Linked DNA regions of Mus musculus: all the other regions are linked to region 2. Evidence: chromatin contacts called from public HiChIP or PLAC-seq and promoter capture Hi-C data. All regions are on one chromosome and are shown on one strand. Each heading gives the region's core, a stretch centred on a gene start, on an enhancer-like site or on the middle of the called end of the contact. The rest is flanking DNA. Distances are from core to core; before and after follow the strand shown. Region 1 holds the start of Reep1 (receptor accessory protein 1). Region 2 holds the start of Atoh8 (atonal bHLH transcription factor 8). Region 3 holds the start of Rmnd5a (required for meiotic nuclear division 5 homolog A). Region 4 holds the start of Krcc1 (lysine-rich coiled-coil 1). Region 5 holds the start of Kdm3a (lysine (K)-specific demethylase 3A). Region 6 holds the start of Cd8a (CD8 antigen, alpha chain).

Region 1 (4,476 bases), core at 756-3,255, 530 kb after region 2:
TGAATTAGGAACAGGGTAGGAAGAATCCTTGATCTTTTAAAGGTGCTTCAAATCCCACCAACCTCTGGTGCCAGAGGGTAGTTGTAGACCGGGAGCAATTCTCTTGGTCATTTACGTCATCCGAAGTCTTAGTTCTTCAAGGTGTGGTTGCTTCAGAAGATACCAACACACTGTTGCAGCCCCTCCCACATCCCACATCTTAGTCCCCCCTTTCAGTTACCCCCTATGTGGGAGATGACAAGAAAACCAGAATGGTTGCATGATCCTGGTTGAGGACTTACAGAGAAAGCCCACCAGGCAAGCAAGTGCTCCATGGCCCCGCCCTGAGGTCCTCCAGGGGTCACTAGCAAATCCAAAGACCCCAGGAAAGAAACTGACACTGCAGAGAAGACAAGCTTTAGTCAGGCGTGAGGCGTGGCAAGGCATGCCGGTGGCTTCCCTATTATTGATGCCAGCCATGCCACAGAAATCGAAATATTTCACATGCCACCTGAAGGTACAAAACAAACCCCCAGCAGCTGACAACAGCTGTTGGAGAGACCCTTGTGGAGTAACTTGATGGGCTTTGGGAGCAATGGGCAGAATGATGCCTGGGAGACAATGGCCAGGACTTTAAAGACGGCTCTCCTGGATGGCTTTGCAAATCAGTTCAGAAGAGGAGAAAAGAGATGTGTGTGCCCTGCACTGTCAAAGGGAGTTAATAGCCCCTCTTTCTTAGACAAAGAAAATGCTGGGCACGTGTTCCTCATCCAAGCCCCCCCACCCCCAGACCCATTTCAGTCCCAGGTCCCCTAAGCAGGTGCTAAATCAATCTTCCAGATCCAGGTAAGAAAGGTGAGAGGCAATATTGGAAATAAAACAAAAGTCCCCATCACACATCCCCCAAGGACTTCATACAGGCCTCACCCCAGATGACTCTGCTCTCCTGCACCGCCTGGGAGGTATCACTGCCACCGCCCTTGGGGGGTGGGGGGAAGGGGTGCTGTCTGTCACTCGGAAATTTCCCTGTGCATTCCTAGAGATGCCTGCCCCTGTCTCTCAAACCCCTGCAAAGGAGAGCAGGCAAGAGGAAGGAAGACATCTACTCCAAGATGCACACTAATGTACTTGCCACCTGCCTTTGCCTCTGTCTATTTGAAAAACCTAAAAAGGAGTATTTTCCCACTTCATTGAGTGCCCCACCTCCATCTGGCTACTCATCTCCGCGATGACCCCTTCAGGCAGCGCCCCTGGCTTGTCTGGACTGTATGTCATTTTCACCCGACAAAGCGCGGCGGCAGGCGAGCCCAAGGCATTTTCTTCCAAAGGAGAGAGAACGCGTGGAGCACCCACTCGGGGCCTCTGCAAATCCGCCCCACCCGGAATGGAACAAAGCAACAGAGAGAAGGCGAGACCCATTGCCCAGCCCCGGCAACTCCACCATCGTGCGGGGACCCACGCCCCGGTCTCCCTGCAAGGCGCCGCCTGCGCCCGCGGCTACCCATGGGTCTGTAGCGTCGCGCGTCCTACGCCGCCTCGCGCTGCCCGCGTCCCCAGGCAGCTACTGTACCTGCTAAATTTAGCGACCGCCGGGTATTAATAGCTAGCGACCCGGGGCTGGTGGTTCGCAGGGGCGCGCGGCCCTAAGGGGACATGGGGATCGGGAGGGAAGGGAAGAAGGGACACAGGAGAAGAGGCCACTTACACCACCAGCCTGGAGATGATCCACGACACCATGGCGGGCGGGCGGGCTGGCGCGGCCCGGATTGCTGGGCTGCGGGCGGTGCTGCGCTCCCGGCACGTCTGTCTGTCTGTGCACCGCCGCTGCCGCCAGACTGAGCGCACCCGCCCGGTCCGGCCCCGCGCTCGCGCGTTGGCGCAGCCGCGGCACGTTCCGCCCGCTGCCCCAGCCCCCAGGGGCTCCGCGGGCCCACGGCGATTGGGCGGCTAGCGGTGAGGGCACCAGCGCGACCCGCCCCTGCTCCGATCGTCCCAGCCCCAGAGCTGCAGCCAGGGCGGGTCCTCCTCCGCCCTCCTTGTGAAACCGTGTGGTGCGGTGGCTCAGTGCACTGGGCCTCCGAACCCCCAGGGAGGGCTGCCTCACCTTCACTAGGTGAAGTGGGGAAACTGAGGTCTGAATCTGGACTTTGAAATCCTGCCTACACCTGTCTAGACGAGGTTCTGTCATTCTTCACTTAGATAATACGCTAGCCTCAGGAGAAACCTGAAGCCTTCAACTAGCATCCCATAAGTCAACATCTCAGCAAGTGTCTGCCTACTGACAGCTCTAGTGTCCCAACTCGATCTCTTTGACTGCAACCCCATCACCAGTCACCGCGTGTCCCTTCAGTTGTTTCTACTGCAGCTCTCTCTCTCTCTCTCTCTCTCTCTCTCTCTCTCTCTCTCTCTCTCTCTCACACACACACACACACACACACACACACACACACACACACGTCAGAGGTCAACATGCAGGAGTCAGTTCAATGCAGTTGTCCCGGTGATAGCTCGGGCCATCATCAGCCATGGCGGCAAGCACTAGGGGAGCGGTCTCACAGACCCACACCTCAGACATTCCCTGTCCATACATTCACTTCTGTCTTTGATTCGTCCTCCAGCCTCAGCTCGGAGGGCTATGAGAGCCGAAGGGCATCATACATCATGACCCAGCAGTGTTAACAGAGCCATGTGGCATCTTGGGCAAAATGGAAACCGCGTTCAGTATCAACACGTCAATGCATTTTTAAAATATTGCATCATATAGGATTTGTCTTGATCACGGAATTTTATGGTGTCCCTTTAAATTTTGCAGCCAGGCTTTGTGACTTGCTTTGCTCATCCTGAGGATGGACCTGAACCAACTTCAATAGCACTTGAAAGCCTTTGTCCTTTTTATCCCTGGGCTCTGCTGCTCCCTCCCTCCCTCCAGTAGTTTAGGTTCCAGTGACCTGCTCTTCTTTGCAGATATTCAGTTGTGTAAAATTCAGTGCCCAGTGTGAGAAATTCTGTAGAGACCTAGTTTATAGCTTTTTCTAAAGGAGCTCTGCCCAATGAGGCTTCTTGCAGAGGCAAGGTGACTTTGGACTTTGGCAGTGCCTTCAAATATGATAGAATATGCACGGTGACATGTGCCTATGACTCCAATTCTTGGGAGGTAGAAACAGGAGCCCAGGCTAGTATCCTAAGGCCATCCCAACCCCCTCATTCCAAATCCCAGGCGTGGTAATTGACCCTGTAACACTCACCCTCAGGAGGAGGAGACAGGAAGGCGAGTTCAAAGTCATTCATGGCTACTTGGGAGTTCAAGGCCAGCCTGGACTACATGATTCCAAGTCTGTCTCAGTCTCTCTCCCTCACCCCCCTTAAGTGTATGAACATACAGATAGAAAATACTTTCTGACAATTAAGGGGCTATGAGAGAGTTGTCTTCTTTCATTTCTCTTTGTCTGTATGTCTTCTTTGTCTCAAAAAAAAACCCATAAACTACTTGTGATATAGAGGGGGTTAATGTAATGTTGAAGCATTTGGAGGTTGGTCATTTCGCTTTTGGGCAGCTATTGAATCTCATGTTCCAAACCACTTCCTCTATAGAACCCTCATACCGCAGGCCACAATACACCTATGTGGGAGGCTGCCAGAGATGCTTCTGTGTTCCAGTGCCCACTGAAGTTACTCAGATTAGGAAATCATAAACCTGCCTGGCCTTGCCTTCCTAGTACTCCCTTGTTATGGCTCCCTCTTTCCTGCTGCCTTGTGGTAAGCTCAGCTGAGCGGCCTACATGGTTTGTGCTCTCTCTAGGGATGAAAACAAGTAAAATAAACCTGAATTCTTTCCAAGTTCTGTCTTAATTGTCTGGCCTCACCATACTTTACTAGAGATTATAAAATTAAACAGAGAAAAGCTTGGAAAACTTACCAGACAGTGATACCCTAAGGCCAAGCCAGGCACGGTGATAGATGCCTGTAATACCAGAACTTGGGAGGTTGAGGAAGGGGCAGGGTCATGAGTCTGAGGCCAGCCTAGACTACAAATGTGAGATTGTATCTCAAATAACAAAACACCACAGACAAGCTTGGTACCGCAGTGTACATCCGTAATAATAATAAGAACAATAAAATGAACAAAAATTTTAAAAACCAGCAAGGACTGTGCAATGTTCAGTCGCTGAAATACCTGCCTTGCAAGCACAGGTCTTAAGTTTGATCCCTAGAAGCTGGGTTACAAATAAAAACTTGTAATCCAGAGACAGAGGTCAAAGAATGGATCCCTGGGGCTTGCTGGACAAGCAGAGCCTAGACTACTTGGTGTGCTCTAGGCCAGTGAGAGGCCCTGTGCCCCAAACATGGTGAATGGTGAAGAGAAAGACAGCTGAGGTTTAACTCTGATTTACACACCATACACATAGAAGTACATATACGTAACACACACACACACACACTCCATACACACCATACCATACACATACACACCATATACACATCATACATATTCCAAAA
Region 2 (4,710 bases), core at 1,632-4,131:
CTTTCCCACCCAGCTGGCCCTATGCAGGGCTGCTGTGAGCACGATGGCAAAGGGTGATGCTCTCACTGAATTCTGTTTGCACCTGCCTAATTCTTACTCTTCCCCAGTTTCTGTAATGGGGCACAGGCACTTTGGGACAATCTGAACGGCCAGAAATAGACTCCATGTTTCAGAATGTAGAGCTTCATGCAGCAAGTATTTAAGGCCCCTCCTCATCTGGCCAAGAAGACAGAACTCACAGCTCCATCCTGAAGAGCTGACCTAGTCCTGACCAGTCCTCACGGGTTGTCCTTGCGGACCCAGGACCCATGGGGCAGGCTCTGCTCGGCAGCAGAGAGAAAACAGTAGTGCACAGCCACCATGATTCAGGCCCTTTCGGCCTGAGACTCCTGGCTGCCCAAGGAGTCCTGTCATTTGATTCTGATCTGGAAGGAACCCGGCAGACACCAGGCTGGGCTGAGGGAGACCTGTGGCTTTAGCGTCTCAGGTTAGAAGAGCAGAGACAGCCAGCAGTCAAAACAAACAGACAAACCAATGAACCAACCCAGTCTCACTGACGGTCCAGTCCCTCATCTTTGTGTGCTAACGAGCTGCTGGGCTCTCAAGAGTTAGAGGGAGCAGGATAGTTCAGACTCAGGCTTCCGACTCGGTATGGATTCAAACAGCTTTTCTCTCACTCCCTTCTGCTGGCTATTTTCTTCCACCAGAAGTTTTGGTTCTCTTGTGGGCAGAGTGGATTTGCCTCCCTGAATTGTCATAAAGATGAAAGATAAAAAATGTATGTGGTCACTCCCTATGTAGTGGTAATTCTCCGCCCCTGGCTGCCCAGCATGTCTTTCCTGTAGACTAAGTTCTAAGCATTGGCCTTCCCTTCCTTTCCCAGCTTCACTCCTGAGCCATGGTACAGCCATTCAAAGGGTATGGAACCTTCCAGCGGCACTGCTATGCTCTTCCAGCGTAACCTGAAAAAGTTGTCTCAGTTGGGGAGGTTTTACTAAATGAGTGGATTTTCTTGGAGTGTATCTGTGCCATTTCATACAAAGCAAAGATGGAGCTGCTATGAGAACTGAGAGCCTGTTTATCCCAGCACCTCCATGGCTTTGTGAAATTCTTAATGCTGTCTTTATAGGGCCACTCATGCATCCCCAAACCAGATCAGTTCCTTGACAGAGGTCAGTGGGGTTGAGTCTCCTAAGCTTTATACCACCAGGGGGCGCTGCCCAGCTGGTTTCTGTCCAGCTTCTCAAGGAAGCTAACGGGAATCGGAGAACGGGGAGTACCAGGAGAGACCTGGTTTGCATTCAGCTGGCCTCGGCCTGAAATCTGTGGCCTGGTAAGCTGAGAATGGCAGTCACAGGCATTCTTCCCATCAATTAGGCTACTTACATTTCTCTTCTGTTCCTCAGAACACCCTTCCATCCTGTGACTGCCAAGTTCAGATCCTCAAGTTGCCCAAAGGGAGACGTGGGGGTGGTGGGTGTGTCTACCCAACACAGATGTCATCCCTATCACTGCTCTCTTTCCTTCCATTCCGACAAATTACAGTGGTCTTTCCCTTCTTTTGGAAGACATTAGAAAAGGGCTGGGGTTCAGCTTTCGTGGAGCCCGTTGTTAGGAATGGCATCCACTCACGTGGAGGCATCTAACACACTAACTGCCACGGGCAACACAGCTTGTGACTCTGCCCAACTCTAGCTAAGCCCCGAGTTATAGTTTCACTACACCAGTGTGTCAAGGGTCACCATTCAAATGCCATATACGATCTCCTTTCATCCTTTTAATGACACTTGCCTCAAAGGAGACCATTGGAGGAAGGCTCGGTGAAGAGAGCAACTCTACGTGGCAGCACAGGGGAAGGTGTGTGCAGAGGGTCCCGAGAGGGCCTCCCCGTCAGCCTCTTCTTTCTAGTAGGATTTCCAGTGGAATAGGGGCCTGGGGGTCTGGAGAGTGAACTCTACCTCTGGGGCCAATTGGCATCAGGCTCTGTGCTCAATCAATTGTTATCATTCCCAGGAGGAAGGTGTGGTTGTGACCCCTATCCTGGGCATAAGGAGCCAGAGGTGCCGAGGGACAGCACGACGAATGCCAAGGTCGCTCAGTAAATGGCAACCTTGAGCTCTGGACCTAAGAATTCTGTCTGCTTGAGGAGCTGTCCTGCCCTGGCTGATAACATTAGCGCAGCTACTGATGACCTGGCACCTCCTGTGTGGCGGCTTTCACAGCCAGGCTGTGACAAGCATGGGTGTTCTCCAGATTCCTCATTTCATAGATGAGTAAATCTGGGTTTAGCAGGGCGCTTCGGGTAAGATGACTTAAGATCTTCACCGACGTTACATCTGCTAAACCAGACATTTGCATCTCTCAGTTTCCCAATGTCCGGTGTTCTGTTCCTAAGGCCTCTGCCCCAGCAAATAGGGGCAAGAAGGGAGAAGGCCTTCTTGCAGTTGGATGACAATGACCAGCCACTCTGGGGTTCTTCTCTCCCACTTATCTTTCCCTCCCAGAAGCTCTGGGATTTCTCCCTCTGTTGGACAGTTCGGGTGGGAGGTAGAAGGGAAGGTTCTGGATGGGAAAGGTCGGCGCTGCGTCACCCCCACCCCCACCCCAGGCCAACAAGGCTGGGCAATGAAGGGCCACAGCGATTAGCAGCCACGTGCTCGGGACTGTAGTGGACAGTGCGGACTGTTTTTGGAGAGAGAAGGCGCGCCCCCAACTTGGGTAGGGGGCAGAGAGGGCGAGCAGGAGGAGGCAGGTTCCGGCACAAGGCATGAGGGGTGGGGGGAGGCCGAGAGCACGCGGACAAAGGAGGCGGCCCTCAGCCCAGCTGTTTTGAAAAATGCTTCCTGTTTCTTTAAAGGCGCTCGCTGCTCGGGCGGCCTGGGCTCGGGAGGCGGCAGCGGCGGCGGCGGGAGCTGCCTCCTCTCCGGGCGGGCGGCGCTGAGTGATCTTGCGAACTGGGCTTCTGTGTAAACTGAGGCTAAACAAACACAGATGGAGCGCAGCGGGCGTTCTGCAGAAATGCTGGCAGGGCGGCAGCGACTTCAGATGACACTCTGAGCTCTCCCGGGGAACCGGCAGCCTCCAAGGCTTCACGGAGCCGGAGGCGCAGCTGCCCCGGGAGTGGGGGTGCGAGGGAGGGACCCGGGGAGGGAGGGTAGGAGGAGAGAGCGCGGCGACAAGGCGGCGCTCAGCGCGGCGGCCACCCGGCACAGCCAGGCGCGCGGCGTGCAGAGTGATCGCTGCGGGCGCGCGTCCCGGGCAGTCCCACGCCCCAGCCTCACGCCGTCCTCGCCATGAAGCACATCCCGGTCCTCGAGGACGGGCCGTGGAAGACTGTGTGCGTTAAAGAACTGAACGGCCTCAAGAAGCTCAAGCGGAAAGGCAAGGAGCCGGTGCGGCGCGCGAATGGCTATAAAACTTTCCGATTGGACTTGGAAGCTCCCGAGCTCGGCGCCACAGTCAGCACCACCGCCGCCACCAACGGGCTTCGGGACAGGACACAACCGTTCCCGATCGCGACCCCAGTACCAGCCTCAGTGGCGCCGGCGGTTCCTCCAGGTGGAGGCACAGACACAGCCAGGGAATTCCGGGGCATCAGAGCGCCTGAGGTCTCTGACGCGCGCAAACGCGGTTTCGCTCTGGGCACAGTGGGACCGGGACTACCCACGCCACCGCCGCCTCCCGCATCTCAGAGCTTGGCACCCGGGGATCCCGAGGCGCACTCCTTCCGCGAGCAGGCTCTGCGTCCCCGCATCTTGCTGTGCGCCCCTCCCGCGCGTCCCACACAATCCGCGCCTCTCGCACCCCCAGCGGCGCCACAAGAGTCCCCCGTGCGCCCTGCGCCCCCCACGCGCCCGGGGGAAAGTTCCTACTCGTCAATTTCACACGTAATTTACAATAACCACCCGGATTCTTCCGCGTCGCCTAGGAAACGGCCAGGCGAAGCGACCGCCGCCTCAACGGAGATCAAAGCCCTGCAGCAGACCCGGAGGCTTCTGGCCAACGCCAGGGAGCGGACGCGGGTGCACACCATCAGCGCAGCCTTCGAGGCGCTGAGGAAGCAGGTACTCACTAACCGCCGCGGGGTTAGAGTGGCAGAAGTGGGTGGGTGGGTGGTCCCAGGGTCGGAGTTAGGATAAAAGGAATCCCACAAAGCAGGCAGATTAGAGTTATCATTGTTGCAACTTTTTAGTTTGTAAAGTGGGCGAAATCTAGGGATCTCTGGCCTAGACACGCCCCTGTTCCCCAGGAGTAACCGCGTCTGACCTCAGGTCTTGTAGTTGACTTGTGCAGCGAGTATTTGTCTTCTGGTCCCTTGGGCTTGGTGGGGAGTACGGGGGGGGGGGGGGGATGTGGGAATCTTCCCCTGGCAGGGGAAGGGAACAGAGCACGACCTTTCCGCTCTGTGCACTTGGCATGCTTGGGGTCTCGGCCCCCTGTTGGTGTCACCGAGGCACACAGCATCACAGAGGTGCGCTCCTGGGGGCCCTGGAATGTAAAGGGCGACCCAGGAGGCGGGGGTGGGGAGGTGGGGGTGGGGGGTGGGTAGGGGTAGGGGGTGGGGCTTGTCAGCGCCTCTCAGCTCCTGTTTCCATGGTCACTTCAGCTTGCTTCTAGGATCTCTGCTTTACCTAGTTCCCGGAGTCCGTTATGACCGGGCTACAAGGCTGTGTTTCTTTCAAACACAGCTTCAGGAACTTTCCCAGGAGA
Region 3 (4,684 bases), core at 1,434-3,933, 790 kb after region 2:
CTTAGACAACCTAGAATCACCTGTCTAGAGGTGACACACACTCTCTGTGAGCTGGTCTTTCCAGAGAATAGTTATTAGCCTTGCTTACAGGTGGCCTGACAGACAGAGTTTTTCTCAGTTGAGGTTCCTTTTTGTAAATAACTAATATTGCCAAGTTGACAATAGATTAGCCAGGCCAACACACAAGGTGTAGTCAACTAGATACTAAACTATGGGGCATGTCCATGTTGCATGAAGTCCTAGTAATTTTACTGTGGTCATGGTCTCAATCAGCACTATTAGACCTCTCACCATGGAGGGAGATATCCTGATTAGTCACCGTAGCTTACTGAGAATCTGAAATGTGGTTAGTACACTTAAGGAACTGAATTTTTGATTTCACATGAATTTTAAGTAGCTACCTGGGATTGGTACTTTGTGTATCTGTGCAGACTCAGGTGTTATCAATAGATAGAATTTGTCCTGTTGCTGGAAGAGAAAAATCTGAAAGCTTATGATAAGTAATCAGCATGGGGCTTGGCATGAATGAGCCGTGCTCGGCTCACACTGAGAGTAACAGTGCTGGGTAGTAGGATGGGGCTGTGACAGGTCACACTGGGCATCATGCAGCTCACTGGATTTGAAACTGCAGTTAGTGAAGAGTCATTACTTCTGATTGGTAGCTAAGAATAGCTCTTACAGCCGGGCGTGGTGGCGCACACCTTTAATCCCAGCACTTGGGAGGCAGAGGCAGTCGGATTTCTGAGTTCGAGGCCAGCCTGGTCTACAGAGTGAGTTCCAGGACAGCCAGGGCTACACAGAGAAACCCTGTCTCGAAAAAAAAAAAAAAAAAAAAAGAAAGAAAAAGAAAAAGAATAGCTCTTACATGCGCCAGGCATTATGTTGAAGGTCTTACATGGATTATCTCATTTATTTAGTTATTCAAACAACTTCTAGGAAAAAAAAGGGGAAGAAGAGAGAGAGAGAGAGAGAGAGAGAGAGAGAGAGAGAGAGAGAGAGAGAGAGTGTGGGTGTGACTGAAACTATCAAGGAGATCCTTGGTTCAAGGGGAAGAACAAGGTTTGTCTGTGCAGTGTGGCAGCTAAAGAAGGAAACAGCTTCAGAGGGGTCAAGTGAAGGTTGCTAAGTCAGGTCCACTCCATCCCCAAGCAGGAAGAACTAAAGTACAGCCAGGCAAGGACGCTCTAGACAGCAGTAAGATGATGCCAGGCACCCTCGGGCTTGTTTTACAAAGGAAGAGGGCCCTTTCTTCTTTTGGATGCCTGAGTATTTTCACAAAATGGATGGTAGCTAGAAAACCTTTTGAGGAGAATGGCAAGATTGATGGAGCTAAAAGGTTTTTTATTTTCGAGAAGTAGGAATCAGGGCCATCTGCCAAGAAAGAGGACTAAAAGCAAATGGCGTGATGAGGGACAGAAAGGAGCCCTGAAATACCATCAGCTGAACTTCCAAATATCCAGGACCACTAAAGGCCATCATATATAACCACCCGCCCACTAGCTGCCACATTATAAAAACGGAAATTGAACTTTAAAAAGGTTACCACCTGAATTAAAGGAAAAGAAAGACTGTCCACCAGGGTGCTGGCTGTGTTCTAGAAACAAACAGGCCACAACAAAAGGGGTTACCCTTCATAGTATTACTTAAGTGGTGCAACCAAAACAAGCAAAACTCCAAACAATTATTATTTTAGACTTTGACAAGTGATGTGTGAGAGAAAAAAAAAATTGTGCTGTAAGAGATACAATGAATTGATGGAGAAAATTCGGGGAGGCAGAGGTGATACAACCATGGTGGAAGTAGGAATGCTATGAGCAGGCAAGCAAGCTGGCAACTGCAGGCCCAGGAAGGCGGACTCTCCCAGGCCCAGGCTGTGAGGCAGGGACTTGACGAAAAGCTAGTAGGGTAGAAGCCTGGTGAGCAAGAGGGCACAGGCCAAGGCCAGAACCCCGTGGTAAACCAGGGCAAAAGCCCTACGCCAAGGTAAGGGCAAGGAGCAAGGGCCAGGTTGCTCAGCTCGCCCACGCGTGTTCGTGACCGCCGCCAAGATGCCCAGCACGTGGACAAGGCGACAGGGAAGGCCACTTGCAGGCCGAGGGGCGTCAAGAACGAGCCAACGCTGGGCGCGGGCCATCCCTCTAAGAGCTACCACCTTCCATCGGGTTAGTGACCCCGCCCGGGCCCTCCGCCACTAGGCGGCCAGACAGACATCCTTTGGCCCCGGAGGTGGGCCTCTCAGTCGAAACTCCGGCCAAAATTCCATGCGGAGAAAACACAAATTGCAATCAGGGCGAAATCCTGGAGAAAACAGCCCCGTTAATTGCTGTCATGTTTCCCCTCGCGGCTTCCCAGTAGAAGCGCCAAGCTCCGCTCTTCAAGCCAACCCCCCTCCAACAGCGAGCGCATTGGTTTGGCTCCTCAGTCTGGATTGGCTGAAGTTTTACGCCTCGGCCCAGGATTGGAGGATGTTTGTCTCGCTCCTAACCCCCGCGTCGATTGGTCACTCTTCTGCTTCTGGGCGGAGCATCCGGGGACGGTTTCCACCCTCTTGTTTACCGGCCGCGTAGTTGACGCTATCGCTAAAGTTCCCTGTTCAGCTGCGCGGGCCAATTGCGTCGCTCGCCCCGCCCTCGCCCCGCCCTCGCCGCGCTCCCTCACGGCCTCCCGCGTGGTACGGCCCACACCTTCAGAACGCCCGCGCGCCCTCCGCCCGTGCTCGCCCGCTGCTTCCCCCTGACCCCTCGCCGAGTCCGCGATTGGTACGGCCCGCGCCGCCTCCTCCGCTCGTGAGGGAGGCTCGACCCCCTCCCGGGCCGCGGCTATTGGTGCCGCCCGGGAGAACCAGGTCATCGGCCGGTTCCCGTGAAAACAAAAACAATCGGCGGCGCCGCCGAGGGGCGGCCGAACGCGGCGAGCCAGGGGGGCCCGGGGCGAGACGCGGCGCCGGGTAGGGCGGGCGAGCGAGCGCGAGCGGCGGGGCCGGGGCGCCATGGGGCGGGAGGGCACAGGCTGCGCGGGGCTCCCCCGGCGCCGCGGCTAGCGCGCCCGTCTTGCCTTCGCCTCCCGCGCCGCCCGCTCGCCGCCTTGGGGGAGGAGGAGCAGGACGCGGCCTCGGTGGGGCCCGGGCCGAACCACTGCGGACCCCCGGGCGCCGGGGAGCCGAGCGCCGCGGTCTCCGGCATGGATCAGTGCGTGACGGTGGAGCGCGAGCTGGAGAAGGTGCTGCACAAGTTCTCGGGCTACGGGCAGCTGTGCGAGCGGGGCCTGGAGGAGCTCATCGACTACACCGGCGGCCTCAAGCACGAGATCCTGCAGAGCCACGGTGAGGGCGGGCGCGTGGGCGCGCGGGGGTCGGGGCCCTGCGCTGCGTCTGCTGGTCCCCAGGCCGCGGCGACCCGCCCGGAAACGCGGTGGCCTGGGGCGGGGCTGGGGGTCTTGCGGGGTCCTGCGGGCCGCAGGTGTGCGAGTGATAACGAGGGTCTGCGCAGGACTTTGTCTAGTTTTCGGCCTCGCAGACTTTTCTCCCTGATGGTTCTTAGTTTAACGTTCTTAGCTGTGGGTTGGTTTCTACATCATCGGCTGCTGCAACTTCAGAGTTGGACTGATGTGGGCAGGCAGTTCTTCTAAACTCTTCCTAGGAAGCCGGCCGATTTAAACCATTCAGCGTCCCTGCTGTAGCCTCTGTACAGTCCGACCGGGCAGATGTCGAGTTGCTAGTTACTTACCTAGTCCAGTTTGTACTTGTTAATAATCCTTTCAGAAAACAGCTTTTCCGTAGAAGGTGTTTTGCCTACGTTATTTCATCAGTGGCCCTACGTCTTGTACCACAGATGCCAAGGCTAACTCTGAGAAAGAGTTTTGTGTTTTAAAAATAACACTAAAGGTCTGGTACCTTGGAGCCACAATGCTGACTCTTTCTGAATGAGAGATAAAGGACTTGTAATATTATGGATTTACTCAAGAGTCCGGGCCCTTGTCAGTTTTGTGGGCTGAACAGAAATTAAAGGGATATTTATTAGTCAGGGAGAAATGAGGATGTAGCAGGTGAGATTAAGGCAGTGTTAGCCCTGCCTCTCCTCTCCTTTCCTCTACACCTTTATTTCCCAAACACTTCAGTTGTGGGTGACTGCTCCTCCCTGGTAAAGGAGTCTGACAACTTCTGACACAGCTGTCACTTTGGAACGCTGTATAAATATATGCAAAACATGTTGATGGCTTCATGCGAAAAGATTATTTGACTGAATTGATGGTGATGGTATACTTGATGCTAACAGAATAAGGTGGGGTGTGAGAAAATCTGTTGAATTTTGACTCATGAGATTAAAGGGTTTGAATATATGTGAGGTGTATATATAATATATATATATATATATTACATATATACATACACACATATATGGATAGATATAGATATTCTTGGAATATATGTGAGCTAAAATTGGTTGTTTTCTTTTGCTTGTGGTGTTTTGAGGTAAAATCTCTCTGTGTGGCCCAAGCCAGCTTTGAATTTATAATCTTGTCTTCATCTTTCTAGTGTTGGGATTCCCAGTGTGCCCCTCTGTGTTTTCAGATATTTCTAGAAGGACAGTGGAGATCATAGGATGTGAGATGAAAGATCTTAGGCTCTAAACACAACCAAAGTAGAGCAGAAATGAAAAGGGCAGAAAAGGATAAAAAGAGAGCT
Region 4 (4,638 bases), core at 1,410-3,909, 960 kb after region 2:
TTGCCAAATGTTCAAATGACTATTATAAGTCCAAACTTCCATGTTCTATTACTGTCCCAGCACACAGCCACACCACAGAAGGAATACCAGACTACCCGGAAGTCAGTCCAAAACTATAAATCTAATTTACACAGCCCTTCAGAAGTTTGCTTATTGTAAGGTTTCTAAACTTGACAATACTGATGTTTTCTCAGTAGGATAATCATATGTTGTATATAAGGGGGCTGTCTTTAGAGTGTTGCAGCATCTCTGTCCTATACCAAATAGATCACCTAAAGCATTTGCTTACTATGTTCCTTTGTCCAGTGGCTACAAGCAAAAATGTCTCTGGACATTCCAAATGAACGGAAGATGGGAAGCCTGGGTCAGACACATCCTTGGTTGAGAAGCACTGGGCTAGTCCAATTACCCCATTCAGTAGATGACACAACCCAAGACCAAGTGTGGGACTTTCCCAGGGTCATCAAGACTCCCATCTCACTAGTCTCATTTTCACTAACTATAAGTGGTACAGCAGTTATTACTATATGGACTATCACTCTGTCTTTTGCACATATTAGAATCACTGGGGAAAAAAAGTGATGTGGAAACTGGCAGAAAGGTTGGTTTTGTTTTTTCCATGAAGAGTTGATTGTGATCTGACCATAGAACTAAAAAAATTGCATGTTGACACCTAAAAACTATTCTGGCATACTTGGTGACAGACAGAAATTTTAACACACACAAATTCAGATAAAAAATTTTCTCAGGATATTCTCGGTTGATTGAAGATACTTATTTGATTGTAATAAATTTTTATAACATTCTTACTACATGGAAGTGTTCATAAAAATGTTTTAAGGATACTATTTTACTCCTGTGCTACTTCTCCAAATTGTGAAAGGACATAAAATACAGATATCATGAAAAAAGTTACTTTTAGTGTTATATTTACAGGTATTATATATAGAAAAGGAATCTAAATTATCCTGTGATAGTCTGGCTTCCATTATCTTTCACACTGGAGACAAGGAGCAATATAAGGTAAAAGTACTAAAAATAGTTTTTCTGTTTCTTGGTGTTTTACTGAACTCTTCTGCAGTGGGGAATCAAATGCCACGATATAAAATTATTTCCAAAACTGCTTTAAAGATTTATCTCACAGGTGCAGGCTGTCTCAGGTGTGTAGTACCTATAACACACACACACACACATCTACTGGGGTAGTCTACAGCTTTTGTGTTTTGGTAAATGTGTTGGTGAGAATGTCAAAACTCTCCAAACCTCCATCCATAAAAAGCGACTTAAATCACAATTTAACACGGTGCCCAGTGTCAAGTGCCTGGGACACCCCTGCCACACTTTAAGGAAAAGCTCTGGCTGTCAGGTTTACTGTTTATTTTAGCCCTCAACAGATGACACGCCTCCGTGTTTGTGATGCTGGGGTCTAAGGAGTTCTACCCACAGTAGAGCTCACTCTTAAAAAGCTAACAAATTCTGCCCGGTCCCAGGCCATTTTTGTTTTTTTTCCTGAGGTAGTGTTTCACTCTATAGCTCGTGCTGGCTAGGAATTCTCATGTAGACCAGGATGGCCTCTGCCCCTCCACTGCTAGGGATTTAAGGCGCTCAGCACCACGCCCAACAAAGACTCTAACTATCCCCTCATTTTAAGCTTATTTCCCACAGCTCAGCGGTCTTTCAGAGTCTATAGAAGCAATTCTTTGAAATGTAACTGGGATGAAGGAGGCGCCTAACTTCCTAGTTCTCAGCCGGCAGAAGCAATGCCTAACCCTTGGGGAGTTTTCACCTCTCCTGTCTACTTCAGGCCTTCTCTCCTTACACTTTTTTTTAAAGGCCAAAGTCACTCGGAGCACTCCAGAACACAGCTCAGTTCTGCTCCTAGTCAGTAGGGTTGGAATAAAATCTTGCTTCTCGCCACTCTCACACTGGTCAAAAAATGCTAAAACTCGGGTTACTACGGTCAAGAGACGTCTGGACATTTTTTTCTAACTCGTCTTCCTGGCAATCCAGAAGCCTAGAAAAGCTTCGGGGTGATCCGTCCCCTCCACCTCACCTCTCCTCTTCCTTGAGGAAACCTGGAAGCTCCCACCCTCCTGTCCAGAGCTCCCTAATTCCCCACTCATGCCTGTCGCTAAGTGGCCTGCTGGGAAGTCTCCTGTCCACGCTCCTGCACCAAACCGAGGCTGCTCTCTCCCGGGGTCGCTGGAGGACGGGGATTCCTCACTGAACCCCCACTGCCCTCGGCTCGGCCGCCTCTTCTCCTAGCCCCCTCGGACCTCGGCTTCCTCGCCAGGCCGTGAGGTCCCTCGGCCATGGCGCCGCGGATGCTGAGGGGTTCTGAGGAGAGAGTCAGGCGCTCCGAGGGGGGCCGCGCCCGGCTCTCGTCGGCCATTTCGAAGGCGCGGCGGGGCGGGGCCGGGGCGCTCGGCCTTCACCAGGCCGCGGGAGTTGAGGGCTGGAGCTCGGGCCGCCCCCGCCGCCGGGCGGGAACTCACCTTCTCTGAGGCAGGGGCGGGCGTCTACAACTACTGTCCCCCTCCCCGCCAACAACGCCGGCCGGGGGTCAGAGGCTGCGGTGGAGGTGGCGGAGAGGCAGAGACACCGCTGCCGCCGCCGCCGCCTCCGCCGCAGAGCAGGCGGGGTGGGAGGGGGGGAGGAGGCGGAGACCTGACTTCCTGAGGGGAAGTCGCCGCCACCACCCGCGGCTGACTGGACAGCGCCAGCGCCATGGCGGCGGGGGCGCGCAGGTGCGCGTGCGCAGCAGGGCGGCCGAGCCCTCGGGAAATTTTCTAGCCCCGCCCTCCATGTGTGCTCCGCCCCTTCCCGCCATTTCGGACTAACCGGCTCTGTCCGTGTGGGTAGGAGCTTGGGTGTCGGTCCTTCTTGCCATTGGAGGAAAGAAACCTAGTGACGAGGTTCAGCCCGGAAGCCAAAGTGAGTCTGGAAATGTATGGATCCACCGGCCAAAATATCTAAGAAACGCACATCTGCCTTTCCTCTTTCTTGTGCTCTTATATTAAGACTAAATATTAAGCACCATCCCTGCTCATGGTACGTTGCTAGCTAGCATAGTCCATAAATTCCCTCTTAGATTATACACGTTCGTGCATAGTATTCCTCAAAGCACACACACGGTATGCTCACCATACACGCTCCTATTACATAGATACAACATCACACAGGTACTACTAAAGTATATTTTAGTTTTCTTTACATGGTCATTATTTTGTGTGGAGCGGAGTGAGGGTGGGGCTCCTTTTACCTTATGCACCCCAGAAGTCGAACTCAGCTTCTGGGGCTTGGCAGCACACCGACCCATGTGTAATAGGGTCTTACTTTAGCTCAGGCTGGTCCCAAGCATGGATTGAAGTAATCACTTAAAAACCTCAGATGGACTGAGAAGCCCAGAGTTGACTGTTGACTGCTGAAGCTTCTGATAAGGAGATCCACATACCAGACCCGCTAGCCTCTCCCACTTCCTGACTGCAGGGGAACTGACCTGCAAATGGAATCTTCCAACCCCAAAGCTCCCTCCCTCCGCCTCCCCCCCCCCCTTTCAGTCCTACAAAACCCAACCCCTTACTCCCCAACACGTGCCACTTGGGCATAGTCTCACTTCCCTGAGAGACTGCAGCCCTTCAGTTCTGATTAAAGATCAGTTCTGTTTCAGGAGATGTCTGTCTACCCTTCATTTCCACTCGCCTTCACCAATCCCTTTCTATCATCTCTCAGTCTCGCAAGGGCTGAAATTTAACGAGTGAGCCAGGAAGCTCCACTAGGGTCTTTGGTTTTTAAAGCCGAAGACTGCTTTACTCCCAGGCTGGCCTGGAATACAGGATCCTTCTACCTCAGACTCCCAAGTGCTGGAATTAGAAGCCCCTTCACCCACTGGACCATGTTAAAGGCCCTGCTTCCGGTTAATACTACACTACTGTGTAAGTCAACAGGCTGCACTTGCTTCCGTTGCCAAGCATTGCCACTCCCCGACTGCCTAATAAACTCCGTCCGTAAAAGGCTTCACACAGAGACAAGCAGTCCATTAATGATTCCACGCTTATTAATAACACAGGGACAAGAGAGAACCTGAGGTTTTGGTCTGTGCTGTAATTAGACAACATATAATGGGCTATTATGTGAGTGACTTTCTCTCTTCCCTCTACCCTTTAAAAATATTTATTAATTTTATTTTTAAAATATTCTGTATTACATAAAAACTTACAAAGAAATAGAAACGTGGTGTTCCTAAAGATCTGCTCATAATCGTGTGTGTGTGTGTGTGTGTGTGTGTAGTGTGTTTCTTTTTTTGGCTTTTCGAGACAGGGTTTCTCTGTAGCCCTGGCTGTCCTGGAACTCATTTTGTAGATCAGGCTGGCCTCGAACTCAGAAATCCGCCTGCCTCTGCCTCCCAAGTGCTGGGATTAAAGGTGTGTGCCAGCCACCACGCCCTGCGTGTAGTGTGTTTCTGTGTGGAGACGGTATGTGCCCATGTGTGTGTGTCCTAGGAGGTCAGATGCATCAGATCCCCTGGAGACATGTCTGGTTATAAGTGGTCTGATGTGGGTTTTGGGAACCTGACTCAGGTCCTTTGCAAAAGCAGTACAGAGCTCTTAACCTTTGAGCCATCTGGGTAGCCCTTCA
Region 5 (4,832 bases), core at 273-2,772, 600 kb after region 2:
GTAGCTTTCCTTTGATTAGTCTTATAAAAATTTTACCCTAATAGTTTCAAGTTTCTTATGCTGTACTTTTCTTATGCCAAAAAAATTTTTTTAAATACTAAGTACCTCTCCATGTTTATTTATAAAATTAACCCATTTATATTTATTGTAAATATAAATGGACTTATTCCTGTCATTTTATTTTTAACCATAATTTCTTCTTCTTCCTTTTGTTTTTCTTGTTTCCATTTCTGCCTTTTGATGAAGTGGATAGGTTCCTTCATTCCATTTCCCACCTCTTAATGGTTTGAATATAATAAATCCAATTCAGTTTAATTCAACTTCAGCATTATTTAATCTTTAACATTCTGTTGTCATACATTCAAACCAAATATTTTTCAAAATAAACATCTGGTACTAATTTGCATTGTATAGCATTCCCTTATACATTTTGAATTTTTTCTGAATTCTCATTTTCACACTATTAAAACTAAATTTCCATTCATTTTATAATAAAGATTAAGTGTGATGTTAGATTAAGCACCAGGCTTCATAAAGAAGTCTTCAGTTATTCATTTCATTTTTTGATTCAACCAAGAATCCTCTGGTCCAAACCATAAAACCATCTTTTCTCTCCTTTGTCTTTCAAAGTCACCTCTTTCATTATCACTTTTATCATCAACTCCATCTACTTTCTCAATTTCTTTGTTGTTTCAAAAATCTTATATCCACTTTACATTTTCTTTTTAAAAAACCTACATCCCACATAGTTTTGAATAGATGGTTTGCCTCTAGATTTAATGAACATCGTTTTCCAGCAACTCAATGCCTTTCTTCATTTATCCTTCAAAATGGCGGACCTAGACAGTCATGATCAGTACCACGTGCGCCTGCGCCTCCAGCGGCCATTTCACCCATCAGCCCAAGCTCCAAGAGTCCGCCCCTTCTGGCGCGTGCGCAGGAGCCCCCAGAGCCTAGTCGCTCCTCCCCCTCTAACTGCGTACGCCTGAAACCGCACGTCCCAGTGCTGTCCCTCCCCCGCAGGCTGTGCACCGCCCCCGCCCCTTTCCCGTGAGATTCTTCCGCCTGGTGGAAGGTCGGTCTTCGCTCGACAGCCTACGCGCTTCAAGTGCAATCCAATAGGCGCTCATGATCCTGGGTCTCCCCATTCAGTCTTATCTGTGAGCCTGTGCGATTTTCTTTCTGGCCTCAAAGTCGATAACCGATTCGGCGGGACTTTTTTGCATAGCGCGAGGCAACAAATGGAAGAATGGAGCTGCGGCGGAGGGATCTACCGACCGCGTTCTGCGCGCTTTAATGGGGGATCGGCTTCGAGTCGTTGCTGAGAGCGGGGGGAAGGGAGGAGGCAGCCAAGGAATTGTTTTTTTTCCTCACCCCGCCCTCTTCAGCATAACCAATAGGAACGTAGAATTTCCTAGGCTGCCCCGCCTATCCCCCGCGACTCAACCAATCATCGGTGGCAGCGGCTCCGAGGGGGCGGGTCCGGGAGGCTGTGCGTGTCTTGTGAGAGAGAGCTCTTGAACCAAGTCAGAGCTAGAGTCGGCTGGGCGGCTGGGCTCTGTTGCCGCCGTCGTGGGTGACTCAGGGAGGCGGGAGGCGGGGTAAGCGCTCCGCGGGCCTCGGCTGCGGGAGACAGAGGGAGAAGGGTGAAGGACCCGCGCGGGCGGTCGCCGCGTCTTCTCGGTTCAAGGCTCAGGACGGGCGGGGGTGCGCCCGAGTCGGCGGCCCGGAAGCGGGGGGCGGGGGCGCGGCAAGTGTCGAGTCGCGAGCGAGTCCACGGCGGCTCCGAGGCCGCTCGGGGCGGGGATCGGTCGCTGAGACGGGCCCTAGGCACTAAGAGGGAGCCTTTTCTTTAACAGGGCGAGGGGACGAACACTTAGGCAAAAGCACTGGCGCCGCGGCTCAGTCCTCCCTTCTCTCTCTCAGTGTCCAGCTTTGAAAGGTTTGGAAAAAGCGAAAGTTGTTGGGGCGAGAGGGTCACGCGGCACTCGGGGGGGTGTTTGCGGGGGGGAGTGCTGGGGGGTTGGGGAGGCGCGGGTGGCAGCTTGGGGCGCGGAGTCCACCTGCGGGGGTGTCACTCCACCGGTCCCTGTCGGCGCTTCGTCTCTTCGGGCCGCCTCCGACCTCGGCCGCCCCCCATCGCATTTTGTTTTTGTGCCTTCTGCAGGGAGGAGCCCTTCCTGCTGGCGTGGAAACCATGGTGCTCACGCTCGGAGAAAGTTGGCCAGTATTGGTGGGGAAGCGATTCCTCAGTCTGTCCGCAGCCGAAGGCAACGAAGGCGGCCAGGACAACTGGGACTTGGAGCGCGTTGCCGAGTGGCCCTGGCTGTCGGGGACCATTCGAGCTGTTTCCCACACCGACGTTACTAAGAAAGACTTGAAGGTAAAAAACAAAAAGACTAAAACAAAATACAAAATCCCTAAACAAACAAACAAAACCGTCTTCTGGGGGCTGGGCAGTCAGACGGTTTTCAGTTACCTTGGTAACGGGACAGTTGAGCGCCCCTCCCTCCCTTTTCTGAAATGGGCCACTAGAAAGTTGGCAGGTGATCAGAAGGTACAGAACTCTAGACCGTGAAAGTCTTTGAAATGGGGTGTAGTGTCAAGGTGTGTTTGACCTAGAGCTCCAGTGGCCTGAGATTAATAATGGGTTTAGGATTGTTCAGACATGCTTCATTAATGCAGGCGCTGGGTCCCCTGGGACAGTCTGATTATGCCCCCAACGGGAGGCGTATTGTTTATTAGTAATAGGTTAAAGAAGTGGATGACAATTAGAATCATTGAAGGCTAGCTTGAAAGTGCTTTCAAAAAAGATGATTTCAGATGATGGTGTTCCTCTTTATTTCTTCATTCAACTTTTTAAACTTTACAACTTGGAAGTGAAGTGTGAATGTAAGGGAAGGAGCTTAGTTGTGTTTATCTATTTAGTTTTGTTTGGCTTGTTCTGGTGGTGGGTATTTGCTGAGGTATGGTTAGTGAGGCAGGAGTAGGTCCCCGGTTGTTAATGAGGATGGGTTGGTGTGGCTACAGCCATATATGGAAGCCTTGGGTGGAGCTGTCCCGTATAGGGTGTTTGAAAGGAAGGGGAGAAATGGAACTTGCATGACCAGTTAACACATTCTGGAACCTTTTTCACTTAGATCTTTTGAAAGGAATGAATCCTACTCTGTGATACAAATATTGGTGTGAAAAAATAGTAGGGAAATAACCAGTGAGGAAGCCATTGTGCCCACAAAGACTCCTTGTGCAAAAATCAGCTGAAAAAAGATTCCTAACAAAGGCTCCATAGTGATAATAACTTCCAGGAAGCTTGTCAGGACAGACTATTTCTACCCTGAGTAATGGACATGCCTCGGAATCTTCTGTGTTTTTGCCCTTTTCTTGAAAACTACTTAAAGGAAGCAGGTTTTAGCCATTGTCAGTTAAATGTTGATTTCTGAAACACTTCATTTAAGCTCAGGCTTGACAGTGCATGCCTACACCATCACGAGTCTTGAGAGGATCATTGGAAAAGGTTACTTGGTTATGTGTTTTCAGAGTTTCCACCATGTGCCTTGTCTACATGTTCTAAAAGTGACCACTGGGCACTTAACCACAGCAAGCATCATAGTGATCACTAACAAATATACTCTTATTTGGTCCTTAGAGCAGCACATTAGGCTACAAAGTACTGTTTGCTGTTGATCCCACGTTAACTTGTATCTAGGAAGACAGAGTTTTTAGTAGTCTATGGACCCCATCCTTAGAAATTAACATATCCAGGGAGTTTTCCTGCAGGGATGTCCCCCTTAGCCATCATACTGCTTGGTCAGAGTTGTGCCATGCTGCTTCTGCTTATACTCTGAAACATAGCTTTTCTCCTCCATTCCACTTATTTTACCAAATCAAGTTTTAGAGATAGGTGTATGCAGATGACCAACCTATTTGCTTTAGGCTTTTACCTTTCTACCTAATACAGGCTTTGTGTACCAGATTTCAATCATGGTTGTGGTTTTTTTCCTTGTTGTTTTGTTTTTCCTGTCAAGTTAAAAAAGAAATTGTAGTACATTTATTTGATCTGATCTAAATGGGAACAATATTTAAACTTTATCGTCCTTAGTTCTTGGGAAGTTGACAGGAGCCTAGGTTTCCTTCTTTTATGACAAAGGGCCTGTTGGATTTCACATGTAAAGTTAAAGATCTTTAACTTATTGTTTTCATCTCCATCCCTCTCACCCCCCAAGCCTTTGAGAAGGAGCTTCACTTTCAGACAAGTCTTTGGTCCAGGCTGTTGTAATTAGCTATTAAATAATGACAGGAGGACTTGAATCCATTTTTGGCAGTGTGTCTTCTAGGATTTCAGTTCAAGAAAATTTTTGTTACGGGTTTTGCCTTGCTGAGAAACTTTTACAACTCAATCATTTTGTAAGGTGCAAATTGCTTCCTTTTTTCCAAGCATTTATCTCTACATTCCCTAGTTGAGTAGCAAAAGTAATTAAGTTTAGAGAACATGTTGTATTTAACAAAAATGTATCTTAAAACTCTATAACCAAGTTACATTCAGTGAGATTAAAGCAAGAACCAAGTAATTAAAGCCATGTTTACATCTGGGCTTAGTGATCTTGAAGGTTTGGAGGGTGTCTTTTCTGGTGGAGTTACTAGGCTAAATGCAAGCGAATTTCAGGTTGAGTTCATGGGACTGTTCATTTACTGTTAGTGCAAGCCTAGCCTTTCTAGACTTGTATCTGGACGAAGGAATACAAGGTAAAGCCTGCCTAACATTGTTTCATCTAGAAAGATACTTTGTAACAAAAGGATTTTAAAGATTAGAAAAGCAATATAAAGAGTAGTGG
Region 6 (4,547 bases), core at 926-3,425, 860 kb after region 2:
CCTTTAAAAAAAACCCAAATAAATAAATGCATAAATACATAATAAAAGAAAACATTTTAAATTTGGTTTGGTGGCCTATGCCCGTTGTCCCAGCACTCCCAAAATGAAGGAAGGCAGAAGGATCAGATCAGAAGTTTGGGGTTATCCTAGGCTACCTAACTAGTTGTAGGATAGTCTAGACAACATGAAAGGAAACCCTTTCTTGGGAAGGGAGAGGCATTGTAAATGCAGATGTGAGTGTCTCTGGGAATCTGTTGACCTGGTTGGTGTAATCACCTGTATAGACTCAGAGGAGTGAATGGTTTGTGAGGTGGGATTAAGGCAAATCTCAAGCCAGTCATGGTTGTGACTCAGCCTTCTTGGGCCCTGGTCTCAGGGCTATGTAAACCCCTCCTTAGTGTGCTTAAGTTATCCTGGCTGTGCTAACTGCTGATTTGGCTGCTCTTGGGGATCCTGGAACAGGGCTCTGTTCTGAAAAGTTCCCAGAGGGTGGAAAGAGCAGTGGGGTGGTATACCTGTCTCCTGCCTTCAAGAAAGAACCCACTACACTGGTCCTATAGGTCAGCTGGAACGCCCTCCCCCTTTTCCCCAACCTAAAAGTAATCTCCCTGAAGGGCTGTCTGGAGCAGGCACAAAGTGCAGACTCCTCCTGGAGCACAAAGCAGTCTCTTGGCGGGGGTGGGGTGGGGGGGTGGGTGGGGGGCTGGATGGGGGGAACTCCCCAGAACTTACTGTGGTAGCAGATGAGAGTGATGATCAAGGACAGCAGAAGGGCCACGCAGATTCCGGCCAAGGGTGCCCAGATGTAAATATCACAGGCGAAGTCCAATCCGGTCCCCTTCACTGACAAGATCCGAATGAATGGAATTTAGAAACCCTCTGGGACAGCCCCCAACCCTGCCCCCAGCACGTCTCCCGGTCCAGGTCTCCCTCCAAGATCAGGATTTTCCACCCCAGGCTATCTGCTTATCTCAATCGCTTGAGAGCACCTAACCTGAGCCACGGGGCCGACAATCTTCTGGTCTCTGGGGCTGAGATGTCCCGGTAGGGTGCACAGGTGAGGGAGTTCGCAGCACTGGCTTGGTAGTAGTAGAGTTCACTGCAAAAGCAATAGGGTGCCTGCGGGTCAAGCTGGAATTGTGGATGCACCAGCCCCTTTCCACTTAGCCTTTACCCAAGAAGGAGCCGTTTCCTAGCTTTTAACTAGAGGAAGAAGGAACCCCTGGATACGTGCTGGGCTACTCCGCTGCTCGCACACGCGGAGCCAAGTGTGATTTGGGGCCAATGTGCCTAGATCAGATCCAGCAGCTAAGCGACTGCGGCCCTCCACCAACCCAAAGCTGGAGTCAATACCAAAATTCTATCCTGGAGCCAACAGGGGCAGGATCACACGTGCATCCAGACTCCAGCCCAGATCCAGGGCGTTTAAAAATCACTTCCAATCCCACCCAGCACCTCAGCCTCAACTTTTTGGTCTGTAAAATGGGGACAGTATAGAAATCACCTCCAAGAGGCCCCAAGAGATTTAAGAAGAGGGAATCTGCGTGAAACTTGTTCAGATGTGACCCCTAAAACCCAGGAGACGGGAACCTCCACTTCCAAACCTTTCTGAAGGACTGGCACGACAGAACTGAAGTACATCACCGAGTTGCTGATGACTGAGCAGAAATAGTAGCCTTCGTTTTCCTTGCTGAACTTGTTCAGGGTGAGAACGTACTTATTATTCGTGTCCCTCATGGCAGAAAACAGTTTCGACGAATTCAGCTTCTCGTCCCACGTTATCTTGTTGTGGGATGAAGCCATATAGACAACGAAGGTGGGCTGGGGGAGTTTGGAGCTGGAGTTCTGGAAGAGCCAAGAGCATCCTTGCGAAACGGACCCCAACACTTCACATACCAGGTCCACCTTCTGACCAAGTTCGGCGTCCATTTTCTTTGGAAAGATTCGGAGTTCGGGTGCCTGTGGCTTAGCTTCTCCACTCCCCAGGATAATCGACTCACCCAGCAGCAGCAGGTTCAGCGACAGAAAGCGGGTCAACGGTGAGGCCATGGTGTGCTCTCCACCAGCAAGCAGCTTAGGTCAAGCTAGGGCTCTAGGGGAGGGGCCCAGGAACAGGGCGGAGGAGGTGCGGTGGGGGAGGCGTGTAGGGTCGGGGAAACTGCTCCTTTAGCCAGCTGCAGACAGAGCTGATTTCCTATGTGAGGATATGATGTCACCCAAAGTCCCCACCAAAGAGTGTCAACCACCTTTTAGGGGCCTGGGAACTCAGAGTGAGAATGCACCCTTGCAGAGCAAGTGGGAGGAATTGAAAACTGAGATTTGGGGAAGAGAAAACACTTGGAAGGGACCCTTAGGAATTGTTCTTCTGCAAGAGTGGCTGAAAGAAGAAGGATAAAGATTAAATCTTAATAAAAAAAATATGAGAGTGACAGGACATGAAGGGAGAGGAGTGCCCACTCTCCCTTTTCTTTTTCTTGTAGATAGGTTCTTGGGTTCCCCAAGCTTGCTTCAGACTCACTTCATGGCAAAGGTTGGCCTTGAATTCTAGACCCTCCTGCCCTTCCACTTCTTTTGCTGGCAGTAGTGTCTTTTTGTGTTTTTGCTTCTTGTCTGGAGGTTGAGTGGAAAGAAAATGTACAGAGATTCCAGCAGAGCAGACCAGACACTAACCAGAAGGGACTTGCACCTCCCATCAAGGGGACTTGCAAGGGGGCAGTTCAATGGGAGCCTTGAGTGGCACTCTTAGCTGCTGACAATATCCTTCCCTGGCCTCCCACCCAGGGAGCAAAGCTCACCTCCCAGTCTCATCCCTTCTTAGAACCATGGCAACAGCCTCCACACCAAATGCTCGCCAACTGGATGATCCAGCTACACACTTTGACCCTCATTCTTATCCAGGGGATCTGACAGCATCACCCCATGGCCTGCACAGCTAGAGGAAAACACCTCTCTGACTTGGTTGGGGACTAGCCCTTGGATAGGTGCTGGCTCCACCCAAGCCACCATCCCTGGCTTTGCCATGTGCCCGCCTGCAGCCACTGCCTCATAGACAGACACTTCCCTGGTTACTTATTTCTACGTTTCTAAGGTCTTGCTGCTCTCTGCCTGGCAAATGCTGGGCCCCTGCCATCTGACTTGGGCCTTTGACTTTCTCTGTTGCTTGTATGCATGTGTGTGTCCTGGGTGAATCTTGGGTGCAGGCATTTACTCTTCTCTGTCCCTGGCACACATAGACTTCATTCTTTCTTGCCCACTGCAGTCCTGAAAGCTGCCAGTCTCAGGGATGTGCTTTCTTCTTGCTTGTATGTGGCTTGTACTTAGTGGGGTTTTCCACTTGGAACCCCATACAGGGTGTGCCTCCCACGTTACTGCTTCATTCTAGTTGGAGACAGGTTGCCTGGCAGTCTCTACCCCACATCTGAGTTCTGCCCAGTGGCACGCTGTTTACCATAACCGCCACAGTGCTGGGTATGGCCACCATGTCCAGTTTACACAAACAAGTGTGTTGTTGATGTTATATTCTTATTTGTGTTTACTGAACTGCACCCCTCTGAATAGGTTTGCCTTTTGTCATTGTTTATGTTTGATGACAAGATCTCAAATAGGCTGGCCTGGAACTTACGACATAGTTCAAGCAGGCCCTAGTTTCATGATAGTCCAATTGCATTAGTCTCCAGGGTGCTAGGATTACAAGCTTGAGCCACCAAGCTCTGTATATATACAAACAAGTATTGGGTGGGCTTTAGAAACTGCTTGGTCTCAGTATTCCCTACTCTTAAGAATACCCAAATGCTGACTCTAACATTTTATGTTTAGAGTTGTTTAAAGTACAATTTTAATGTAGTTTATTGTTATTTTGTGTTAATGTGTGTGATGTGTGTGCCTGGGAGGGGACAGACATGTTACAGCATGAGTGTGGAAATCAGAGAACAGCTCTGTGGAGTCAGTTCTCTTCTCCCACCTCTTCATGGCTTCCTTCTGGGGATGGAACTTAGGTCAACAGCCTTTGTGGACAGCACAGTACCTACTATGGCTTCCAAAGTGGCTTCTTAAATCACAAGAGTATATATTCCTGAAAAAAATTACATAAGGGGCTGGAGAGATGGCTCAGTGTGTAAAGTATGTGCTACACATGAAGTCCGGAGTTCAGATCCGTAGCACCCTTTGCCAGGAGGAAGAGACAGGGGATGCCTGAAGCAAGCCAGCTGGCTAGCCTAGCAGAATCATCACGCTATGGGTTCAATTGAGAGAACCTGTCTCAGCATATAAAGTGGAGAACAATGAAAGACATCTGCTTTGGGCCTCCACACTCTTGAATGTGTGCACCTGCAACCCCACACTTGTGCACCCCCGCACAGACACACATGCATACATATAAACAACTATAAATTTTGAATGCCTTGCAGTACAAGAGTAAGTACAGAGAAAGCCCTCTGTCTCGTCTCTCCTCATTGCCCTCAGTTCTTCAGGTAAAACCATGGTAATAGTTGACTGTATCTCTTAGATGTAATCTGGGTGCAGATGTTTATCATTTCAAATTATTTGTT

What was found. Promoter capture Hi-C pulls out the DNA fragments that hold promoters and counts their contacts. HiChIP or PLAC-seq counts read pairs in DNA pulled down with a chosen protein or histone mark.
Region 1: a contact with region 2 is called in a promoter capture Hi-C map of fetal liver, with 3 times the contacts expected there. The contact joins the promoter of Reep1 here to the promoter of Atoh8 in region 2. A contact is called at or near these places in 4 of 39 promoter capture datasets (the C10 cell line, embryonic stem cells, fetal liver and 1 more) and 1 of 9 other capture datasets (macrophages).
Region 3: a contact with region 2 is called in a FOXA1 HiChIP or PLAC-seq map of pancreatic cancer cells. The contact joins the promoter of Rmnd5a here to the promoter of Atoh8 in region 2. A contact is called at or near these places in 1 of 39 promoter capture datasets (pre-B cells), 2 of 484 Hi-C or Micro-C datasets (both in embryonic stem cells) and 1 of 115 datasets of contacts at active chromatin or transcription factors (pancreatic cancer cells).
Region 4: an H3K4me3 HiChIP or PLAC-seq map of pro-B cells shows a contact between it and region 2, with 3 times the contacts expected there. The contact joins the promoter of Krcc1 here to the promoter of Atoh8 in region 2. A contact is called at or near these places in 4 of 39 promoter capture datasets (the C10 cell line, liver, pre-B cells and 1 more), 2 of 115 datasets of contacts at active chromatin or transcription factors (pancreatic cancer cells and pro-B cells) and 1 of 9 other capture datasets (adipose tissue).
Region 5: a FOXA1 HiChIP or PLAC-seq map of pancreatic cancer cells shows a contact between it and region 2. The contact joins the promoter of Kdm3a here to the promoter of Atoh8 in region 2. A contact is called at or near these places in 3 of 39 promoter capture datasets (the 3T3-L1 cell line, embryonic stem cells and pre-B cells), 1 of 115 datasets of contacts at active chromatin or transcription factors (pancreatic cancer cells) and 1 of 9 other capture datasets (adipose tissue).
Region 6: a contact with region 2 is called in a promoter capture Hi-C map of stem cell-derived epiblast-like cells, with 3 times the contacts expected there. The contact joins the promoter of Cd8a here to the promoter of Atoh8 in region 2. A contact is called at or near these places in 2 of 39 promoter capture datasets (the C10 cell line and stem cell-derived epiblast-like cells).

What each region holds. Positions count from the first base shown.
Region 1 is chr6:71,705,210-71,709,685 of GRCm38.p6, reverse strand. Reep1 (receptor accessory protein 1) reads right to left here and starts at 2,005. Exons shown (of 7, transcript NM_178608.4): 1 at 1,685-2,005. The coding sequence starts at 1,716.
Region 2 is chr6:72,233,748-72,238,457 of GRCm38.p6, reverse strand. Atoh8 (atonal bHLH transcription factor 8) reads left to right here and starts at 2,881. Exons shown (of 3, transcript NM_153778.3): 1 at 2,881-4,064. The coding sequence starts at 3,294.
Region 3 is chr6:71,438,636-71,443,319 of GRCm38.p6, reverse strand. Rmnd5a (required for meiotic nuclear division 5 homolog A) reads left to right here and starts at 2,683. Exons shown (of 9, transcript NM_024288.2): 1 at 2,683-3,322. The coding sequence starts at 3,181.
Region 4 is chr6:71,269,698-71,274,335 of GRCm38.p6, reverse strand. It overlaps Krcc1 (lysine-rich coiled-coil 1), which reads right to left and starts at 2,659. Exons shown (of 3, transcript NM_001354706.1): 1 at 2,496-2,659. Mir8112 (microRNA 8112) reads right to left here and starts at 2,665; the gene lies at 2,535-2,665.
Region 5 is chr6:71,629,607-71,634,438 of GRCm38.p6, reverse strand. Kdm3a (lysine (K)-specific demethylase 3A) reads left to right here and starts at 1,522. Exons shown (of 27, transcript NM_001038695.3): 1 at 1,522-1,601; 2 at 1,860-1,942; 3 at 2,168-2,383. The coding sequence starts at 2,198.
Region 6 is chr6:71,371,055-71,375,601 of GRCm38.p6, reverse strand. Cd8a (CD8 antigen, alpha chain) reads right to left here and starts at 2,175. Exons shown (of 5, transcript NM_001081110.2): 1 at 1,605-2,175; 2 at 995-1,099; 3 at 733-843. The coding sequence starts at 2,049. RefSeq lists a cis regulatory region at 3,692-4,547.